Regions from separate parts of the Mus musculus genome. Here region 2 is linked to region 1. A link is a contact called in public Micro-C data. All regions are on one chromosome and are shown on one strand. The core of a region is the stretch at or near the end of the contact, and the rest is flanking DNA. Distances in the headings are between cores, read along the strand shown. Region 1 has its middle 110 kb from the start of Gm52093. Region 2 holds the start of Gpc6 (glypican 6).

What was found. A called contact is a pair of places that touch in the nucleus more often than the background predicts.
Region 2: a contact with region 1 is called in a Micro-C map of granulosa cells, with 1.8 times the contacts expected there. The contact joins the promoter of Gpc6 here to the enhancer-like site in region 1. A contact is called at or near these places in 2 of 484 Hi-C or Micro-C datasets (embryonic fibroblasts and granulosa cells) and 1 of 115 datasets of contacts at active chromatin or transcription factors (stem cell-derived neural progenitor cells).

What each region holds. Positions count from the first base shown.
Region 1 is chr14:116,768,980-116,773,849 of GRCm38.p6, reverse strand. No RefSeq gene overlaps it. Among named protein-coding and RNA genes, the nearest start is that of Gm52093, 110 kb to the left of the region's middle. Within about 2 kb of position 1,924, at least 1 of the 459 cell types and tissues checked has an H3K27ac peak or open chromatin away from gene starts, as enhancers often do. A contact at or near this core is called in granulosa cells, where this site is marked.
Region 2 is chr14:116,922,933-116,927,802 of GRCm38.p6, reverse strand. It overlaps Gpc6 (glypican 6), which reads right to left and starts at 2,506. Exons shown (of 9, transcript NM_011821.3): 1 at 1,708-2,506. The coding sequence starts at 1,867.

The sequences.
Region 1 (4,870 bases), core at 675-3,174:
GCCTTAGTCCCCTAGAATTCATAGCCACTATGCCACAAGATCTCCATGCCAAGATCCAGTTAAGAAATTTGTGTCTTCCAGCCTCAAGATCTGGATAACAGGTGAGCCTTCCAATTCTGGACTGTATAGTTCATTTCATTTCAGATATGGCCAAGTTGACAACTAGGAATAGCCATTACACTCAGTATTGCTGATTCTCCATATCTCTTGGTACTATGTCTTTGGGTTCAACCCTTTTTGGGTCCAAAATAAGCCAGAATGTAGTTTACATTTACATCAAATTGTGTAGATTCTTTCCATTCTCATTTTTTCTCAAATAACACAATGAAGATTCTGAAGGCAATTATGTTGTATTGGGTGTTAGAAGTAACCTAGAACAGATGCATGCTTTCTGGTAGACATGCACGGGTTAGATTTAAAGGCTGTACCATTATATGTAAGGAAAGAACACCTATGCATTCTGGTACCTACACCCTGCCAACACATGATGAGTTTATTGGAGAAACAAACTTCAGAACTCTGTGTTATTGTAAGATTTATTCTCTGGCTATTAAACAGCCCTCTGTTTTCTTCATTCAGGGCTTGTTGGTTCTCACCATTCTATTCTCTATCTCAATAAACAGATGTGCTTCATAGTTTAATTTTAAGATAGTTGTATTCCTTCTTTGGATCAATTTTTATGTACCATAATGTGTTCAGAGGTAAGCCATGTTGTATCATGTATCAACTTCTCCTTTTTAAAGTGGACTGATAATCATTGTACACATTTGCTACATTTTGTTTATTTATTCAATGATCAGTGGATATGTGGATTGCTCCTAACTTTTGAAATGTAATGCTGCTCTGAATGTATGTGTAAACTAACTATTTTAAATTCTGCTTTAAGTCTTATAGCATTCTTGCTTTATCTTTCTGAGAAACTGCTAGACTATGAGATGTTTGAAGGATTCAAATGTTGTAATTGACAACACTAGATATCATAATTTATTTATCTTTATGTGTATGACAATAAAGCAGTTGTCCATATCTATGTGAATTGCACCATGAGCTTGCAGTGCTTGTAGTGGCTGAAGAGACCTGAAACCAAAGAAATTGTAAATACAGAAAGGTATGAGCTAACAGGAGGGTGCTGGGAACTTAATCCAGTCTTCTGTATGAGTAGCAAGCATTTCTAGCCACTGACCCAATTCCTCAGTCATTATTTAATATTATTATTAGTAGTACTATTTGTATAATATATAAGTATCATAATAGTGTTCAGATGTTTCTATTTGTGTGATTTTTTTGAGTCACATTGTACCAAATATTAATGTTTTTGAGCACAAGAGTCTCCGGCTGCTGTTATTCATAGATTATCTGTAGAGAAATGCATATCCCCATTCCTTGTTCATTTGTTAACTGGATCACAATGTGTCATTGAGTTGTATGTGTTCTTTTCATAGTAAAGGATTTGCCTTCACTTCAAATACTTAGAAGTATTTCCTCCCATTTCTACTCACTCTTGCCATTGAATACACACTTTGATGCAAAAAAATTTCAGTTAGCCCAGTGTATCTATTTTCCCTTTTGTTATCATTACTTTTGTTATCTGACCCAGGATGTAAGTGCTGAGTCTGGAGTCAGAAAGAACACCGTGACATTTGTATTCTTTGCAAGAAGTAGAACTCGTAAACGGCTTCCTTGTAGAGTGACAGAAATTTTTGTTATAACCACCAGGCCAGTCTTCATGAAGTTTACCCTATGGCAATCCCCTAATCTTTATGAGGATAATTCATTGTAAATACTGGAGTTGTATGTCTATTTCCATCCCTTCTCCAGGCGTGTCTTCCAGAGCTATTTCTGCCCTGGTTCTTGTGGTCTTTGCACACTATACACTTCAATTCTCTTCTAATTTTCCAAGGGCAAGTATTGCTATTTTCATCACAGCTATGCCTTTTTTTTTCCCTTTGCAAAAAAAAAATGTACCACATGATGCTGTATAGTGGTTAAAACCACAGTGCAGTTTAAATCCAATATCTGTCACTATGTCAGGGCTCTTTATCTGTGGTGTTCACTCTTTGGCACACACTAAGAGCCGAATAAGTGCCTAGTGAATTAATGCTGACACAAAGTGGGTATGCTACCTAATTCATAGAAACGTTATGAAAATATAGACAAACATCATCAATCTCATGCATAAAAGTAGAATTATACATTATCATCTAGGTTTTGAGAGGTTTAAAGAGGAATTAGAAGATTTTTAGTTCTGACAATCCTTAGCGATAACAGGTCTCCTTTAGGGATACCCACCAGCTATTTGTTATGAAATATCAGTGACCTTCAGGTTCCAGGAACTCTTGACTAACAACTCTTGTATCTGTGTGACTTTGTTAGAAGAAAACTCTGTGAGAGTCTTACTTACACTCATGTCAAGGAGACAGAGGCAGATAAACACAGAAGGACAGAAGGAAGCATGGCTATGCCTGATTGAAGCAAATACAGTTGCCTGCTAGTGTTCCCAAGAAGGAATTCCTAGGAGACTGACTCACCAGATGGAGTTCTGTAGAGACGATGAGCTTGAGCCACCCCTTGATGGACAGCTCAGCATAGATGACAGAGGCGGAAAAGAACAGTGTGCCAGGGTAAGGGACATTGCAAGTTATGTTTAGTCTCTCAATTTGCTTTCATAATGCACAAGTCCTTGAACGTCTTGCAATAGATTTTGTCCTCGATATCCCTGGCCAGTGCCTGGCAAACTCGATAACTTGTTATATAAATGTCTGGTTAGTAAATATTTTAGGGTCTGTAGCCACAAGTGCTCTCTGACATATTCTTCAAAGTTTTTTTTTTTTTTCTCTATTTTACAGTCCTTAAGAATGTTTTAAAAAATTCTGCTTTCAGGCTATATAAAAACTGGCCACAAGCTGGATTTAGCTTAATTTACTGACCACACAAGCCTATCAAAAGCTCAGTGGTTACTTGACAGGAGGTGCATTCTAGGATAATGGCCATGAGAATGAAATCACGTTTCACTTGTATTCTCCGCCGTGCACAATCTCCATGTATTCTATCACACTGGAGAAAACGCATTTCAGTAAATAAAATCGAGGGATGAGACTTCATGTTTGCTGGCTATGTAGAAGGCAGAGAGCATGCTTCATGAGAAGATCACAGGATATTTAAGGTGATATTTCATTGTGTGCCATCCTCTGCTTGCTGGCTCAAGTTAGTATCATAATTGCTATTAATAACTTTACAAATGTGCACCTTGTAGGCACTTAATGGCTACTCCAAGAGTTGAATTTAGGAGGTTCAAACACTTTATGGAGTCTATAATAAAGAAGTTTTATGGCGAATAGTTAAGAAACAAATGTTAGGAGAAGTGCAGATTCTCCTAGTATGTGTCGTAAAGGATGACACTTTATGCTTGCGGCTTAATTCTACAAGCCTCCTGTGTTTATGTTTAAAGAGCTTTCCATCAAATCAAGATACAGAAGCAAGGACATGTAGTGTCCCTTTACTCATCTCTCAATTGATGATTAACAAGGGGATCAGGGCCAGCCTTACAGAAGGCTGATCATTTTGTTGTATGAACCAAATTCCATTTCTTTGTATATTGCAGAAGAAAGAAAGAAAGAAAGAAAGAAAGAAAGAAAGAAAGGAAGGAAGGAAGGAAGGAAGGAAGGAAGGAAGGAAGGAAGAAAGGAAGGAAGGAAGGAAGAAAGGTCTGAATGCTCGGAGTGTTCAGCTGCTTCAGTGCTCATATTCTTAACTAAGCATTATTCTAGATGCTGTAGTGAAGATTGTTTTAAGGGATTAGCAATTTAAATGAGTAGAATCAAAGTTAAGCTGATTGTTGTCTACAGTGTCTACATTGTGCCATGGGGAGCCAATGAACGGGTGTTACCTGAAACATTAACTTCTCAAGAAGAAACCAGCCTGCAGATAGCCTTTGGATTCACTGCCCCCTACTCTCGGAGACTGCATTGTGTGGAAAGTGCACTCATTTCAACAATGACACAACCAATCAACCAAACAACCAACCAATCAACTAGCCAGTTGACCTTCCCTCTCTCCCCTCCCATTCTTTCTTCTTTTCCTTCTTCTCTTCTCTCTCCCCATCAATAGACCTGCACACATCTCTTAGTTTCCCTCCCCCCTTGGAACTCCACCTGCAACCAGAGAATGGCATTCCATGAAGTATCACTTTAAATATCCTGCACACGGTGATCTTCTCCATGAAGCACTCCCTGCTTTCTACACAACCAGTACATATCTATGTTTGTGTGTTTGCATGCTTGTATGTGTTTAACATTCTGAGTGTATGGTGTCTGACTTGGAAGATAGCTGTGTGACAGATTATATAGGTAATTTTTAAGCCATGGAAGGGTGAGCAGGCAGTAGGAAGATTCTCAGTGCAATTGAAATCAAAGCCTTTTGACCGAAAACCTGAATTGATTAAGCTTTGGGAAAATGAAAACAAGCCACTTGTTCAGTTTTCACTAGACACAGTCAAAGTTCCAGGGACAAATGCAGGGATATCAGAAGCTTAGACACTATGTTGGTTGTTACTCATTGGGTGGAGCTAAGTGGGCTCCTAGGCTCCTGGGGTACTTGAAGCAGGGGGCTATTTCTTTAGACAGTTCTTTTAGTCAAGATGGTTGACTCAAAGCCCCCCAAGAAAATAAAATTTATAGGAATTTCTCCCTATACTTATACTTTTAGCTTTAATCCATGACACAGATTATTCATTAATGGCCATGATCATGGACTAAATTAGAGGCCATTCTAGTAAACTTCTACCTCAATTTATTAATGAAATCCTATGTTCTATTTTTTTTTTTGATGTGGCTCCTGAATGAATCAAAAAGTTTCCTTGAGAAATATAGTT
Region 2 (4,870 bases), core at 1,257-3,756, 150 kb before region 1:
TAGAAGGGAGCCCAACTCTAAACGTTTTAAAAGTTGAATTTCCTGAGATGTGGTGAGTTAAAAAGGTGAAGCTGATCCTTATCAATTAATTAGAAAGAATGAAATAACAGTAGACAAAGGGAATGGTGGTTAAGAAACTTAAGGAGTTGCAGGAGCACTGCCTTTCTAGTCATTGATTAACAAATTAGGGAGTGCTCAAGTCGGGTGGGCGAAATCCCAGAGACTGAAGAGTAAGTATTCTTATAATTCACTACACTTTCTCAAGCTTACTAGATCCAGGGAACGGAACGCCTAGCTGTGAATTGGGGAGAGGGTGCGGAAGGGGGAAGGGGGCTCCTTCTACATAAAGCACCACGCTGTTTATGATACATAAGCGTGGTTTGTTTTCCTTTTAGTAATACCCAAATTGATAGAAATATAAGTAAAGACCCTCACCCCAGCGTTTCGAAGCCGATCGTCATAAAGCATTAATTCCACAACGTATTAAAAACTAAGATGTTTTACGATATTTGCAAGTGTTTTCCTTTAGTCCACCAGTTCTTTGGAAAAACAGTGTCTGGTGGAGATCTAGCGATCTGAGGTCACATAGGACGACTTCAGCTACCCGGTTTGAGCAGCCCGCGCCCTCACAGCATCCCTAGTCTCCCCTTGGCCTCTTTCAGCTCGGCTCCCTAGCAGCCAAAGGATTATCTGTCCCCGACACGTTTCATTCACAGAGCCCCAAAGAAGCTAGGAGTCGGTTGGCGCTAAGAGCTGGAAAACACACACCCAGGCTGCTCTGCAAGTTGCTGCTCCGGCAGAGGGTGGGGGCTCGAGAGCTCGGGAGGAAGGAATGCTTGTGACCAGGAGAGCCGGAGAACCTGAAGTGCAGACCCCGGAGACGAACGCCCCCATCGGGTCACTTGCTTAAGTTGGCTCCGCGTGCACCAGCCGGCCAGAGCGGGAGGCCATGCTCGGGACCCGGCGCCACGCCGGGTGGCCCGGTTGTCTCCTCAGCCCGAGTGACCAACCGCAGTCCGGGAAGCACTGGGGCACCCTAATGGGAAAGTCCGCCCCAAATCTGAAGCAGACAGAGTACTAAGACACCTCCTCCAACTGCCTCGGGACTCCAACGTGCAGATCCTAGAGACCCGAGCAATGGGTCCCCTTAGTGGCCCGTCCCCAGCCCAGGAGCCGGGCGCCCAGTCCCTGGAAAGGACCTGGAGAGCAGAGAGCTTGAGTAGGGGAATCTCCGCGTCTCTCCACCGCCCCCGCCGGCGCGAAGGCGGGAGTGGAGAAGGCGCCACTCAGACGGTGGCGCTGAGCAAACTGCGGCCGCAGTTCTCCCAAGTTTGCCCCAGCGAGGGGGATGCTATGGGCGCCCGGCTCCGCTTTCTGCCTCCGCTAGCCGTCCTCACTCCACCGTCCTTTGCTCCAGCGGCCGGGCCAGGCTCTAGGCCAGCCACGGAGGTAGCAGGGCGCGGGAGCAAATGCAGGGAGAGAGGGGCGAGGGACGAGGGTGCTCCCGCGTGTGCACACAATGAGGCGGCGGGCACGCACACCTTCCTCCCGCCCGAAAAACGGGATCAGCCTCCGCCGCCTGGATGCAGGGACGCGGGGTCCCTGGGAGGTACCCGCAGAAAGTGAGCACCAACTGAGCAACAGGGGGTAGGGAGAGGGCGCCCCGCCGCCTCTCGGGGCTGCAGCGGGCCCGGGGCCCACGCTTACCTGCGATCTCCTGGTAGGGGATGTCCGCCAGGCTGAATCCCTTGGCACCGTAAGCCTGACGGACCTCGCTGCAGCTCCGAGCCTTCACGTCCGCCGCGGCCGGGAGGGTCAGCAGCAGCCCGGAGAGAGGAAGAATCACAGCCCGGATCCAAGAAGGCATGGTGCAACATGCAAGTCCACCTCGGCAGCCCCCAGCTCCCTGTGCGCTCTTCACCTTGCCCCTCGAGCCGAAAGCCCGCCAGAGCCTGCGGCGCGCTCCTTAGCCGCTGCCCAGCGTCACCCCCTTCCGCCAGCCGAGGGGACGAGCCGCGCAGACCTCTGGACTGCACTCAGCAAACTTTTATAAGCCAGATGGAGGATGGCAAGCCAACCAGGGCTGCCTTGGGAAGGCTGCCGGCTCCGCTAGCCACTCCGGTAGAAAATCGTTGGAGAAAGAGGAGAAAAGAGGAAAAGGCAAAGAAATGTCTTTTTTTTTTTTTAAACACCACAGTAGGGGTGTTCAGCCCTGCGGTCCGAGTTCCGAGCCGCAGAGTCGTGGAGCGCTGCGAGCTCGCCTATCCAGTGTGCGCGACGAAGGTGGGACCGCGCGCCGGCTCCCCCCACCCCGAGGGAGATGGACAGGCCGGCGCGAGTGTGAGCGCGCGTGTTTGTGGGTGTGAACGCGGGGCTCTCGGGGAGGTGTGTGCGTGGAGGTATGTGATGGAGATGTACGGGATCGAGGGGAAACCTCAGCTTCACATAGACTGAGGGAGCCAGTGAGAGTCTTCTTGAAATGGGAAGAGAGAAAATCCTGGAGACTGACACAGGAGGCAAGAGGGAAGGAGAAAGGAGGGGAGGGAGAGAGGGAGAAACGTGCTACCCAGTGCACAGCCGAAATTCAGAGGCAGAGTCGGCCGCAAAACCTGGAATGGATCGCGAGCCACTAGGCAGGAGGGGAAAGATTACCAGCAAAAGGTCCCTATTTTCTCAATCACTTTATGGCCTCCACACACTTCCGAGATGTTCCCTTTCCTGATATAAACAAACCACCAAAAAAGACAAAGTGTTTGAGGAGAGTAAATGTTATCACGCTATATTTTTCTGGAGATAAAGAATATTGCATTTCCAATTGTTGCTCTTGCCCCAGTGTACCTAACACAAAGCCAGGGAAGAAATGAGCAGAAAAGAAACCTAGGAACGGGGCCAAAGCCACCTCTCTAGGTGGTAGCTGCTTTCGGCTCATCTTAATGTTTTGTTTTGTTTTGTTTTTTCCTAAGAACAGATAGAGGGCCATAGGTCTTTACTCCTCTCCTGTCGGCTCTCTCTCTCTCTCTCTCTCTCTCTCTCTCACACACACACACACACACACACATACACACAAAGAGGGAAGGAGAGAGAGAGAGAGAGAGAGAGAGAGAGAGAGAGAGAGAGAGAGAGAGAGGTTCCACCTACAAAACACTGGATTCTTAAATCACTAGGCTTAGGGCATGTGAAGATAAAACAATGGCTGCTGGCCATGCAAGAAACAGGACCCCAGGAGGGACAAGGTGTTGTAATCTTCTCTCATCAGATTCTCTCAAACACTATAACCTTAACATTTTCTCCCAAGTTCTCAGAAGTCTGTGAAATGGGATGCAAGTGAAAATTCGGGTTTAACCAACTTCCTGAGCCTTTCTTCACGCTAATGAGCACAGAGATCAAATATACTTAAGTCTGCCCTGAAACCCACAGCTCCTGAAACTAACCAATCAGAAAAAGAAGAAAAGAAATGCTATCCAGTAGTGAGGCCTTGTGGACACTGGTCTCCCAGTTCCTGAGAAGTCAGTACAGGGTCAGGCCTAGTTCTGTAGTACTGAAGTATAAATCTGCAGGATGCTGGTTTCCTGATGACTGGTGACCAGAGCGACTCCTGGAGCCTAAATCCTTGCATTTGCCTCTATCCTAGGCACCTTCGTTACTGTCGGAATTGTTCAGCACATCTTCTTTTCCAAGAACTCCTCTTTAGCCCGTCATCCTCCTTATAGAGTGATAGAGTGCTTGCTTGTCGCATCTTCAAAAGTTCATACAAAATGCTAGCGCTCAGGGAACAGAAAGAAGTCTAGTCTAGTTGAGGAGCTTTAAGCCATTTGCAGTCAGTCTCCAAGGAGGTAGTCAGGGGGCTGAAGGGATAGATGGCTCAGCAGTTAAGATCACATGTTGTTCTTGAGAGGACAAGAGTTTGATTCTCAGCTCCCCAACAATATGGCTCACAAACAAACTCCTGTAATTCCAGTTCCAGAGATATCTGACCCCTCTGGCCTCTGGAAACACATACACACACACACACACACACACACACACACACACACACACACACACGCACACACACACACTTTCAAGAAGGTAGATAGCAATTCTGAGCACACACCAAAGGTTGTGTACACTGGCAAACACATATGCATCAAAAAGGCCATTGAGTGAGGTGGGTCATGATGATTACCTGAAGTTTGGCTAATCCTCTTATATTTGACGAGCACTCCATACTCCTATAAGTCAGTAGCTGTTGCCACTGTAGACTTGTAAGAAGGCTAACACACAGAATATTACCAGATTCAGCAAGCATAAAGAGATGAGCTTAATTCTACTGGAAGGGTCAACAAGTTTGGGGCTGTTTTGTGAACTTTAGTCAGAGCAAGGACTTAGGTCATTTGCCTAGCCCACATATTGTGTAATACGGCATTGTTCGAAGTGGTGTTAAAGGAATGAGGCCAGGATTCTACCTGAGGCCACAGCTTGATGAGGCATGGCAATGGGAAGGGGATGTGATAGAAATCCGTTGAGAATAAGAGAGTATCTATGACTTAGGTAAACCTGTTGACCAAGGTCTTGAATGACAGCTGCCACGTCTATACCAGGCAGAGTAAGGAAAAGGAAGATGGAAGAATATTATTCAGAGGAAGCAAACAGAGAAAGGAGATTTAGTAGGCGGCTAGAAGGTACACTGGAATCATTGTGCCAGTTTTAGGTATTTGAGGCTTAAGCTAGAGAGATGGGAAATGGGAAGAATGTGTGTGAAGATAAGCTTTGAAGACTGGATTTGTATGATATAATGTTTGGTTCAATAGACAAAAAAAAAAAAAAAAAAAAAAAAAGATTATTGAAATGCCGGCATCGGGTCTTGTTGGAAACGCAGATTATGGCCACT